Linked DNA regions of Athene noctua: region 1 is linked to region 2. The links are chromatin contacts, called in public Hi-C maps. All regions are on one chromosome and are shown on one strand. The core of a region is the stretch at or near the end of the contact, and the rest is flanking DNA. Distances in the headings are between cores, read along the strand shown.

Region 1 (6,369 bases), core at 3,557-6,056, 130 kb after region 2:
AACTGCGCAGGTGTTTTTTTTCCCCTTCTTAAATACATCACCCCAGAGGTGCTACCACCATCGCTGATGGGCTCGGCCTTGGCCAGTGGTGGGTCTGTCTTGGAGCTGGTTGGCGTTGGCTCCAGCAGACACTGGGGAAGCTTCTGGCAGCTTCTCACAGAAGCCACCCCTTTAGTCCACCCACTATCAAAATCTTGCCATGCAAACCCAAAACAAGTCTACGTTAGTATAAATAAACTGGGGAAAGAGTACACTTTTTGGGTACAGTGTAACTATTTGCATTACCTGCAGTAATATCCTACATCGATTCGAACTCAGTTACTCATGTTTTACCTTTATACAACTAAAGACATTCTTTTAAATGGATATAGCTCTGCCATCTTCCTTCATATCAGTCTTCTTGGCCTCAGAGCATACTTCAATACACACAATACTCCAGACCCCTCATCTAACTCTACAGCTATACTAGAATCTTATTTCAATGCATGTAATGTTTCTCTACATGTGTACCAATTACCTCACAAACGTTGCCCTGTGGTCTTCTGTTGTCTTCTGATCACCCAATACCTCAGGTAACAAATTTGGCTTTGAATTAATCAAAGGTTTACAGATAGACTTGTATCTTCCCAGTTTGGAGTCAAAACATGACTGTGACAGACATTACAAAGACAAATCCTTCATTTTCATCTTTAATGTTAGGACTACCACTTTTTCCCTCATTTGCAAAAAAAAAAAAAAAAAAAGGAAAAAAAGGATCATTTATACTGTCTGCTTGATTATCCATTGGTCTCTCCTCTCCTCTCCTCTCCTCTCCTCTCCTCTCCTCTCCTCTCCTCTCCTCTCCTCTCCTCTCCTCTCCTCTCCTCTCCTCTCCTCTCCTCTCCTCTCCTCTCCTCTCCTCTCCTCTCCCCTCCCTCATACATCTTTGGAATCAACATGCAAATTGTGAACATGTATGACAGAGGAACAGAAGTCTCTGTGATGACAAGAATCTGTAAGTATCATGAAAATCAGTATCTGAGTCAGTGAGAAAGACCCATATTACTGTCACTGTTGACCACTGAAGCTACTTGTCCTGTTTGGCCTCCTGGCTGGCCAACGAGCACAAGCCAAGCCCCTCAGCATAAAAGCACAGGGTATTTCAGAATCAGGCTCGACACCTGCTACCTCTTGTTCGGACTTTGGGAGCATGGAGGGAAGAGGAACATGTTACAGGGCATGTGAGAGAGCTCAGAGTCTAATGGGGTGCCAGAGCAATGTGCGTGGCATCTAGAAAGAGGGGAACACAATAGGAAGCTCGTGCTGTTGGTGTAGCAATACGGGGGTGTAGGTGATGTAAAGACAGGAGACATGAAACTGTGGGAAACTAGGAATCAGTATTTCTGCTGCTCCAAGATGAGCTATGCTTAGAACACAACCATTCATTACTTCCGAAACCTTTTAAGTGACTCTTCTTGCCTTACCTCTCAATATTTCTTGACTACACAGACTTACACCTTCAGACCAACATCTTCAAGACGATTTATAAAGAAGCATTCCCCAAGGGTAGAAGGAACAGCTTTTACCATGATATGCTTTTTATCATTTCTGTCATACTGAATGGTAACCATTTGGCTAGAAAAATCCAACCAAGGAAAATTTTCTTCCCCAAATTAGAGACCGCAAAGGGATATTCTGGCCAGAACCTCCTACCGCAGCATCCAAAATGCTTCTGGTAGAGAATTAAGAAATGTGACCATCATGTCACATGTGGCCCTTTTATCCTGTCTTTTTCACAGAATCACAGAATCAACTAGGTTGGAAAGGATTTCATTCTATGTGGAACAGTGTTAATTAGTTGCTCTCAAAGGAATTCATACCACAAACTCAAACCAACCCTTCTGTTGCTTGCTCTGTTGTGCTGAGATATTAAGCTGCTGACTGTGCCATCAGCTCATCATTTTTTCAGTACTGCCCACCTGAATGTTAAGTTCATCCTCGAATCTGACGTGGTATTAAATCTGCATGGAAGGAAAGCTCTTAAAATATCAGCCTGGGTTTTCTAGCCTTGACCAAAACTCTCCAGAAGGCAAAATGTTACATGATTACTACATTTTTGAAGAATAATAATTTTAAACTTGAGTAGACTGCATTTCTGTAGTTCCCTGAGGTGTAATGAAGTAATGTAGATCCTGGGAGTATATGATCTTTGATTTGTGCATAAGCACAGTCAGCTATAAATAGAATGCAGGAATAATGCAACCATTCTGCTATGATTGCACTGCTATTCTGTGACATGGTCATGAAATCAGATCAACTCCTCAACAGCAGAATTAAGACCAACTTGGTCTGTTGGGATTCTAGAGGACTTTCTGCGAGAGAATGGACGTGAGCAATCCTGCGTGAGAACAAGACTGATAAGAGCCTCAGCCAAGCAAGAATGCAATAAGAACGTGACCCTGAATGAGGGAGGAGAAACTCGACGAGACAAACAACCCCCGGAAGGGGTTGGGACGGAAGAGGAAGTTACACAAGGCAGGGAGCCTGGCAAGGCTGATGTGGCACTTTTTATCCAATCATAAGAAGGTTTAAAGCGCGGGCTAAGTTAACTGTCCAATCTTGAGGACTTGTACTGCACGTTACTTATGTGTGCGGGAGAACATTATAAAAGGGCTTTCTTAGTTGTAATAAACGGGCACTGCTTGATCACATTGGTCGTGTGCGTGCTCAGCTCTCCCACACTTGGTCTACACACAGAGATCCATCAATAAAATGGTTCATGTTGAAGACGCTCTTACTCCTCTGTGTTTAAGCCTGGTCCATTCATCTATGGCAACAGAAATCTTCCTACTGACTCAATTAAATGTTGGACTGAACTATTTATGGTACTTCTGAGGTCTGGAAAGGTTTATTCTTTCCTTCCAACAAGTAACAGCATCTGTTACTGTTCAATTATTTTGTATATGTATTTTTTAAAGCTTCTGCATAAGGGGTGTAACTGTTTTGTAGATGTCAGTAGGAACACAACCCAGGTAAGAAACTGTAAACATTCACAAAATACTCCAAACCCAAGTAATCGTTACTTGTCAGAATGCACACATCTGATGGGGAACACATTTTACCATGGAAGAATTAAATAAAGACTTTGAACAGGCTGTTCAGATTTGGTACAAGGGGTCTGGGACAACTCTTAACATCCTTGATCTCTCAACCTGAAGTCTGACAAAGATCTGACCTGGCACTATACCAAAACCTGCCATCCCCTCTTCATCTGTTTTCTCTTTCCCACCTTCTCCCTCTCTTGTGTCAGTGGTTGTGCAGCAAGTGCACAACAAAATGGTTTGAAGACGTGATCTCTCTGAAAAATAACGCAGGGGAAGGCCTGGCTGTCACCTGGGTCAGTTTTCTCAATGTGCTTCACTGTCCGGCACAAATGCAGACACACAGAGGCGCTACCAGCTTAAATGTGTGCCGTGCTGTTAACCTCGGAAACCTAAGAACATATAGGGATAAATGACTTCCACAGGATTGCATTTTAGCCTACTGTCTTCAAAAGTACTGTTCACATACTAGCTTCGATTTAACATGCACAGAATAGGGGAACTGAATTGCACTTTACCAGATAAGCCCAATAGTTTATATAATCTCATATGCTACTTCAACCAAAAATGGTCAATTCAAAGACAAAAATCTCATAATGGACTACTAAGCAAATAGGCAACCTAAAAATACTTTTTTTTTAACCAGACCATGTTTCTATTTTTTTTTTTTTTTTTACTGCGTCTCCTTAAGCATCAGGCTTTATCACCACTATTAATATTTATGCTAGCTAGCTTGAAGTATTTTTTTTATTAGGTCCCCCTAAACACTTTGGATTGATTATGTGTTTGAGTGATGACTTCCTAGACTGAATAAGCATTTTATTAAGAAAAAAACACCATATTTTAATTTGCAACACACTTACTTAATCTTCTCGCAACCTTCCCACGCCTGAGTTACAGACATTTTACATATTTCTTCACGTCCGTTATAGCATTTCTGAGAAAGAGCAATGTGATATGAAAATACACACTGTCACTGTAACAGCACGCACATACCGAGGGCAGAGTTTTAACAATTTTTCCTCTGGACAGCGATTGCCGGATACTCCCTCTCTCCTGTCCCACACTTGTTCTTCCGGGCTGTTAACTCATTACAAAAAAATACCTGTCAGAAAAACTCTTAAAAACGTTTTTCCTGTTGCATCCCACAGTCGGGGCGGGGAGTGGGGTGCCTACAGCTAGGCTAAAGTGCTGCTGGAGACAGCGGTGCTGTTAGGCAGCAGGTGTGAGGGCGGGCGGGCGGGCAGGGACCCTGACCCTGACCCTGACCCTGACCCTGACCCTCACCCTCACCCTCACCCTCACCCTCACCCTCACCCTCACCCTCACCCTCACCCTCACCCTCACCCTCACCCTCACCCTCACCCTCACCCTCACCCTCACGCCATGTGGGGTGGCCGGGGGGAAGGGAGACGTTCCCCGGCGGTACCACTGCGTCCCTCCGCGGGTGGCGACATGAGGCGACCCGCCGCTCGCCTCGGCACCACCCGGCTCCTCAAAGCCGTCCAGCGACGAAGTCCGGAGAAACAGCCCCGCCACACACACACACACCCCGCGCAACCCTCCATCTTCCAGCACCTCCGTATTCTTCCCCCACCGCCTCCTTCCTCCCTCCCCCGGGCGGAGAATGGTAGGAGCCGCAGCAGCCCGCACAGGTGTGGCCAGTGGGACAAACCAATAGCGGGCGGAGGGGGAGCGCCGAAGAGTGATGAGAGGGTGGCGAGGCGGGAGGGCGAGACCGGGACGGGGCTGGCAGCGGCCGCATCATCGGGGAGCGACGCGAGCGGAGCGGCCGCCGCGGGAGATTGAAGTGCCGGGGCCGCGGCGAGGCGAGGAGGGGGCGGCGTCGCTGCTGCTGCCGTGGCTCGGCGGGAGGGGGAGAAGAGAAGAGAAGGAGGGGGCCGCCCGCCCCTCCGCCGGTAAGTGCGGCTGAGGGGAGGGTGCGGGCCCCGCCGCGCCGTGGCCTCTCCGGGCGGGGAGTCCGGCCCCACAGCCCCGGCGGCCTGAGTGCCCGCGGCGGGAGGGCCCTGTGTCCTCGTGGGGCCCGTTCCTCCGCCGGGCTGCAGGCCCAGGGGCCGCCCCCGTGCCCGGCCCTGGCCTGGGCCGGGTCGCCCAGGCCAGGCTTGCGGGCTGAGAGGAGGCTTTTGGTGAAGAGGGAAGGGACGGGCGTGAGGCTGGGTGAGAGCCGGCCTCCTCCCGCCGAGGCTGCAGTGGGATGAGTACAGGCAGCCCCCCGCCCGCCGCGCTGCCCCTCCTCCCCCTTTGCGGCCCAGGTGTTGGCACAGGCCGGCCGTCAACTGAATCACAAAACTAATCTTGGTTTTAAAAAATTAAGTTGTGGTGGGGGTTTTTTTGTTGTTTGTTTGGTTTTTTTGTTTTGTTTTTTTTTGTTTTTAGCTTGAGTCAGCTTCCTGAGCTGATTCATGTACAGGCAGAAGAAGAGATTGTGTGAGCAAGAGAGGTTGGTGCAGAGGAGGAACTAGTGGCTGGAGCTGCTGCTTGTGGTAAAAGTGCCGGCTAGAAGTTTTAATAAACCAGCTTACTAATTAGAACATCTGTAATAACTCATGAGTTATAGTTTGGCCATTCTTATCTTGATAGAGCATTTAATGTTGAGGTATTTCAGGTGTCTTTTGGTGGAGGCATTTCTTCTGCCTTAGAAACTGTGCGTGTACTACAGGCTAGATAACCTTCAGTGAGAACTTCACCTTTCTAGAAACAGATTGCTTCTTGAATAGCAGTATTTGGAAGAATTAATCTGGGTCACCATTGCTTGATTGACTTTAGGAGTCGGTTGCTAAAAGAGCAGGCTTTTAAGAAACTGATAACTATATGACTTCAATTATTTAATTTTCTCAGTGTATTCCCTTCATCAGAACTACATTTACATTCTGTCACATACTAGATGACCTTGTGTGTACAGGCGTTCTTGAATTGAGCAGATGTGACAAAAGGTGTTTGCCCTTCCCCTAACCAACCTTTAGAATCACAATGACAAAAGGCTTAAATACGAGGGAAGACAAATTTGTAAACATGTTGGAGGATATTTCTGTCTCTTAACTGTGACAAATAGGGTGAGGAAAAATGGAATATTCCAAAGAAACTCTTAACTGGGTACTAGATTGATAGGTCTGAAAAGTGTCTTGCCAAATTGCTTTTATCTACAGAAGCAGCACCTCCATGCAGGACTCTGCTAGTCTGAGTTTAAGTGAATGTGGTATCTGAGTCAGTGTCAGCAATTGTTTGTAGTTCAGTTTTGTTAGATAACCTTTCCCATCTTCTGGTGAGA
Region 2 (6,759 bases), core at 2,691-5,190:
GACCATGAACAAGCATTATGTGTTTTAGAATAGTCTTCTGTTTTCAAGACCTTGCACACTGATGAAGTGTGGAAATCCAAATTGTTCAAGTCATTGCTTCTTTTTCCCCCTTTCCCCTCAACTCCATCATTCAACAAGTCTGCTTTTCTCCAGAGACTATAGTCCCTGAAGGTCAGATATGACAGGAAGACTTCCTGTCACATTGTCAGTTATATACACCCCTTCTTTCAATATTCTAGAACAGAGATTACACAGGTGTCTCAGAACTGTGCACTCTTCAACCATCTCTGATTTTATGTTACTCTAACCTCATCCAAAATTGGCAAAATACTTCCTTGGAAGTTGAACCGTATCTAGACTCTCCTTAATCTACACTCTATCCTATTATACAGTGCTCTTCTGTTTCACCTATAGTCTTTTAAAGTATGTGACCAAACATGAAGTTTTTGATCTTTATTGCACAGAGCTCAGTTTTGGTCAGACTCACTGCTTTTATGCTTTGTGATCTCCAACATATGGAGTTCTCTTGGGTCATGTGTTCCTTTACCCAGTCATTATTAATTCATTTAACATCCTAGCTGAGTTATTCAGGAGGGTACTTCAGTAGATTTCCACATCAACCTCTTTGTTTCTCTTTTGAATTTTCCTTTTTTTTTTTTTTTTTTGGGGGGGGGGGGGGGTGTGCTTGTGAGGGGTTTTATTAATTTCAAATTTAATTTCAATCTTCCTCTTTAGGTTCTCTCTGCTTCTATTTCCCAAGGGTGCCAGAAAAATAAAAATGTGCATCCCATAGTTATTCCATCACAGTCGGCAAACTTGTCTGATATTTAAGGAAAATGATCTGGTTTAACCTCCTTAATCTACCCCAGATGTTAAAGAAAACAGAACTGTTGGTTACTCATGAAATGGCAGCCTTCCTTCTGAGCCAATATTAAATCAAACATCCTGTAAAGCGTTATAAGTATTGTGCTATGAAGTAAGGGTGTGGGGAGGCACAAATCTACAGAAAAAATGTGCAACTGAATCCCAATCATTGTCAGATAATAGAAGAGGAGCCTTCTGTACAGTAGAAACAATATTACCATTAGTATCTTTGCCAAATTCCACCATGCAAATTTACATTCCATCTAACTGGCTTCCCCTTGCAGTTTTAGTTGGATTCATTTGTCCTTCCTTTCTCTGGCAGAACTCCGATTTCCCTGCTCTGTTCACCTCCTCTTTAAGAAGTCCCGAAGTAATCTTTGTGCACGCTATTATCACAGCAATATTTAATATGTTCAAAGATGTAGCTATAAGCAATGTGCTGCAAAGGCAAATACAAAACTATCAAACTCTATGATGTAAATTAAATTACAACAGGACAAATAATTGATGACATTAAATAAGCAGCATCAGCTTGAAACTCACCAACTTTTCCCTGAACATATAAAGACATACCTCTGCTAGGAACTCTGTTGGTCCCCCATTCTGGATGTTACAAGGTCTGGCATGGCTACATTCACTACTGGATATGGTTACAGAATTATGAAATTCCCATCACTTACAAGAAGAAATTATGATTTCTTATAGATGAGATTTTATTTCATCATCTCTTTCTCCCCCTGTGAGGATGGGAAGGGTGTTTAAGAAGGATCTGCCATGCTCTCAAGATTCCTTTCTCTACTATGCCTTACTGCAAAGTGAATTTCTCATTCAGGAATACAAATTAAATGGCAATCCCTACACTTACTACTCACATTGAACTTGCAGTGTAGCACCTGGTTGTCTTCACTCTCTTCCTCCAACGTTTCTGCATTCTGCATGTAACAGTCTGCTCACTTGCAAATGCATGGTCTTGGTTAGTATGACTGCAACTAGATTAGTGGTTTTATTGCTATTACAAGCAGTCCATGAAAAAAACCCAAGATGTTCACAGAATCCCAGAATCATCTAGGTTGGAAAAGACCTTGAAGATCCTCCAGTCCAACCATGAACCTCACCCTGACTGTTCCCAACTCCACCAGATCCGTCAGCGCTGGGTCAACCTGACTCTTCAACCCCTCCAGGGATGGGGACTCCCCCCCTGCCCTGGGCAGCCCATTCCAACGCCCAACAACCCCTTCTGCAAATAAATACTTCCTCAGAGCCAGTCTAATGGTGCAACTTGAGGCTGTTACCTCTTGTCCTATCACTTGTTACTTGGCTCAAGAGACCCATCCCCAGCTCTCTGCAACGTCCTTTCAGGGAGCTGTAGAGGGCCAGGAGGTCTCCCCTCAGCCTCCTCTTCTCCAGACTAAACCCCCCCAGTTCCCTCAGCCGCTCCCCGTACGACCTGTGCTCCAGACCCTGCACCAGCATCATTGCCCTTCTCTGGACACGCTCAAGTCATTCAACGGCCTTTTTGGGGTGAGGCGCCCAAAACTGAACACAGGAATCGAAGTGCGGCCTCACCAGTGCCGAGTACAGGGGTAAGATCCCTTCCCTGTCCCTGCTGGCCACGCTATTGCTGACACAAGCCAGGATGCCATTGGCCTTCTTGGCCCCCTGGGCACACTGCTGGCTCCTGTTCAGCCGGCTGTCAATCATCCCCCCAGGTCCCTCTCTGACTGGCAGCTCTCCAGCCACTCCTCCCCAAGCCTGTAGCGCTGCTGGGGGTTGTTGTGGCCCAAGGGCAGCCCCCGGCATTTGGCCTTATTGAAACTCCTCCAGTTGGGCTCAGCCCATGGCTCCAGCCTGTCCAGGTCTCTCTGCAGAGCCTCCCTACCCTCGAGCAGATCAACACTCCCACCCAACTGGGTGTCATCTGCAAACTGACTGAGGGTGCACTCAATCCCCTCATCTAGATCATCAATAAAGATGTTAAACTTTGTGGCCCCGAAACCGAGCCCTGGGGGACACCACTCGTGACTGGCCGCCAACTGGATTTAACTCCATTCATCACAACTCTTTGGGCCCAGCCATCCAGCCAGTTTTTTACCCAGTGAAGCATGTGCCCATCGTTCCTTAAACTACAGTAGAAATTTTGGCTGACATAATAGAGATTGAAGTTCAGCATCCAAAATCCATAAGGGTCCATTCTGCAAACACTACCTACCTGTCCCCGTGCCCCCATGATCCAGCATCACAGTGCTTCCCCTTTTGTGGCTATGAACCAACCCACTCCTCCCAGCTGACAGGAGAAACGAGAGGTCTTCTCCATTGCAACCTGCAACAGCTGACTGGAGTTACAAACAAGTGTCAGTCTGTGGTGAGGGTTAAATCCTACCTGTCTATCAGGTTTACCCAAGTTACAGAATAACTACAGTCCCTACCACAGTACAAACTGAAAATATAGTGGCGACTGAATGACCATTTGTCCTTTATTTCAGAGGACACCCCTCAATTCATTTCAGTTTTCACACAAGCAGAGATGACTGAACCAATCTCCTCTTTGCAGCGTGATGCTAAGCAAGGTAACTACTAATTACAGCCTTATTTTCTGTAAAGGGCACTAGCCTTTTAAGAACAGTTTTAGACAAAATATTCCTTTACTCAGTCAAAATATTCCTTCTGCCCCATCTTACAGTTGGACACCTGAAATAAAAATAATAGGAAGCATATTCACAGCTGAAAGTTTGCCCATTTAAATGCAACATGAGCCCAGGCCTCAGGTTTTGCATTTGTGACTCAGGCAAGGAAACATCATGAAAGCAGCAAGTCTCCCCAAAGGCTCATTAACAGCTACATAAACAGGTGCTTGCTGCATCAGGGCATTTGGGCATTCAAAGGTTTTACTACAAAGGCCAGGACAGAGCAGCAAGTCAACTCCCTGGCTAGGTCTGGAGACAAAAGCCTTACCACAGCTTCCAGGGTTCAGCAACCTACAAAGAGGGGACGACTTCAGCAGCTGAGCAGATTCACTGTACTCGTGCTGGTGAGGAGCCATAAGGTGGTCAGAGCTGTTAGAGCTGTCTGAGAACCTGGAAAAAGAAATTTGTTCTTTTGAGATTTGACTGAGACCTACAAGAGAACATCTGAGGAAAGAAGAGGAAAAATTCATCTTGAAGAACTATGGTTTGTATTTGTGCAACATTTTTATAAACAAGGGAGTTGAAGTTTCTTCACAAAACCTTACATCAGTGACTTCAACATTTTCTTGTAGGTATGAACTGAGCTATTAGTGAGAAATGACATCAACCATTACAGGAAAGTTTTCTACTGCTTATGCACATATTTTGTAATTGTTCATGATGAACTGCCTGATATAAAATGACATATAAAGGGGACAGATAAAAAACATTTTCTTATAAAAGCAATTACCTTTTCTGTAAACGTTTGCATTTCTGAGAAAATAAAAATAAAATTACTATATAGGCAAAACCCCCCAAACATTATTCATATAGACTACTGGTTGTAAAAGCAAGTTAAATAATGTTCTCCAAGACTGATTTGTTGTTAAAATTATAAACCTGGAAGGGCAAGTCACTTGCCAGTAAAATACTAATTTTTCCTTCAATTCAGAAAGTATTTAAAAGCTTGGCTTAAAGAGTATATTTGTCTCCATGGCCACCAATGACTCATGATATCAAAATATTTCTCATGTAGTCCATTACTGTACAGCTGAAAGGGAAATCATTAATTGCCACCTCCTGATTATTTGCAATACAGCAATGAAACCATAGCAAGTATATCAGTAAACATAAGAAGTATAATACAGTCTTTCTGCTTAAGGAAAGGCTTCATTGGCTGCAACTTCTAAGTTCTGTAGGAGTTGACAAAAATGGGAGCAGAGGACTGGCACTTTCAGGTGACTAAACACAATCCTTCTTTCCCCCACCCCAGTGTCCTAAAGATTTATTAGGCTGGCATGAAATTAGCACAATCTTATACACCAAAAAGCAAATACTTTAGTTCACAAGGTGAAGCATACACCGGGACAAGGAACGAATGATGAATGCATAACTCAGTTTACCCTTGTAGACGAACATGAAGGGTAAAGACATAATCTTTCATGCACCAAATGTTTTTCCCTGCATCTCCAACAGCATCAGTGCTCAGAGGTCTTTGTCTCAACATCCCTGCACTGAGTGCCTCACAAGCAGGTGGAAACCACAATTGGTGGAAGTGAGATAGTGGGTAGAATTGTTCATAGGAATATAACATTGCGGCAAAACACATCAAGACACATTTTCGGTTCCAGGATGACACAGCCAAAATGAAGAGGAAGACCAAGCCCAGGATAAATCTGATAATCAGGATTCAAGACTGAGATAACAGAAAAACCTAAGTGTTTCCAGTTTGGTATGAACAGGGAAGCCCGTTTCCTGCAGTCTACCTAAACACAAGGCTATCATTTATGCCCCTGGAAGTTTCTGTTTCTCTGGTAGGTATGCATGTGCATGCGTGTTGTGTTTGCATGCTGACTCTCCAGCATGCCCACAAAAGCAAGACTCTGGTCTTCTTATAATGCAAAATTGTTTAGTGATTTAAATGTCCCATTTTTCCAGGCAGCTGTAGCAGATGGGAGTGAAAACGACAAAGATTCTGCTCATATAACATACCATCTTAGCAACTCATCCAGAAATGTAGTAATACAGCATTCTAAAAGGCCATCAAGCTAACTTAAAAAGGGCTTGTCAAGAAGCATGTTAGATCACATTGTGTATTGTTGTTTATACCACAAAAGAAACACCTTAGTGCTAGTACACCTTATGTTTACAAAGCTTATGCTAATGCTACAAAATATTGTGCCACAGAATTAAAATGAAAGAAGAATCTTTAAATAAGACAAAAAGGCAAGCAGAAATACCCCAAACTAAGCAAAAAAAAGTTACAATCATAACTGATGCAGCTGCATAGGGAAAAAATCACTATACAGAATATGAAAAGCAGTAAAATATTTCTTACTAGCACAAGCTAATAGCAGTCTAGAAGGGACACTGGCAATCTTTCTGTCCAAAAATTGGGATTTTTATCTAATTGCTTTCCAAATTAGGCCCATGTTTAGAAAAGAATTTTATGTTCCAACAGTGACCCCATCTTGACACATCATTATATTACGTTGCGAGAAGATGTTTCACCAGCACTTGCTCCGCCTCCCCCAGTGGCAATTAAGCATTAATTTGCTCTCTGAAAACTAGTGTTTATCTTCAGCACATAGAAATAAAATTGAGAAATATTTCGTGTGACTCTCTCCTTCAGGATGACTTCCTGCTTTTGGCCAGAAGGGGAAGCTAGCGCTATGTATTTTTGTCACACAGCTTGGATCAATTCTGAACACAGAGGAATTGAGTATTACTTCATCACAATCGTAAATCTACCCGGCAGAATTTTAGCAACCGGAGGAACTTAAACGCATTGAACATTTATTCAGTGTGCATTGAGTAGGTTTCAGAAAGTAAAATAAAAGAATCACACCTGCCAGCATGTAGTCCATCTCGGTTTTGGTTTGGAGAGTTACTCAGAGAAGATTAGCAGCAAGTGGCTGTAATCCTATTTAGGAGTCCTTTACAGATAATTTCTGTCAGAATTTTGCTGTTGCCCTCACTGTGATCACTGCAGTAAGTCAGGGATCTCCATATAACATAGGGCTTACATAGGAATTGTCATCTTATTTCCCACCTAAACCAGAAACAAAATACAAAGCATACATTTTAACCAGTAGTTTTGTTTCTGTGTTAAGACACCTATTCAGAGTATCAATGTGGGGAACAAACTGAAAACTTCATATGAAAGGTACGAAGAGTTGCCTTGTTGCATAAATTTGTGTTAAAGGACTTTATGTTTTATTGTTGGCAACTA

What was found. A called contact is a pair of places that touch in the nucleus more often than the background predicts.
Region 1: a Hi-C map of liver shows a contact between it and region 2, with 7 times the contacts expected there. The contact joins the promoter of OTUD4 here to the promoter of MMAA in region 2. A contact is called at or near these places in 2 of 2 Hi-C or Micro-C datasets (heart and liver).

What each region holds. Positions count from the first base shown.
Region 1 is chr4:35,875,075-35,881,443 of bAthNoc1.hap1.1, forward strand. It overlaps OTUD4 (OTU deubiquitinase 4), which reads left to right and starts at 4,807. Exons shown (of 21, transcript XM_074905000.1): 1 at 4,807-4,999.
Region 2 is chr4:35,745,047-35,751,805 of bAthNoc1.hap1.1, forward strand. It overlaps MMAA (metabolism of cobalamin associated A), which reads right to left and starts at 3,941. Exons shown (of 7, transcript XM_074904995.1): 1 at 3,817-3,941.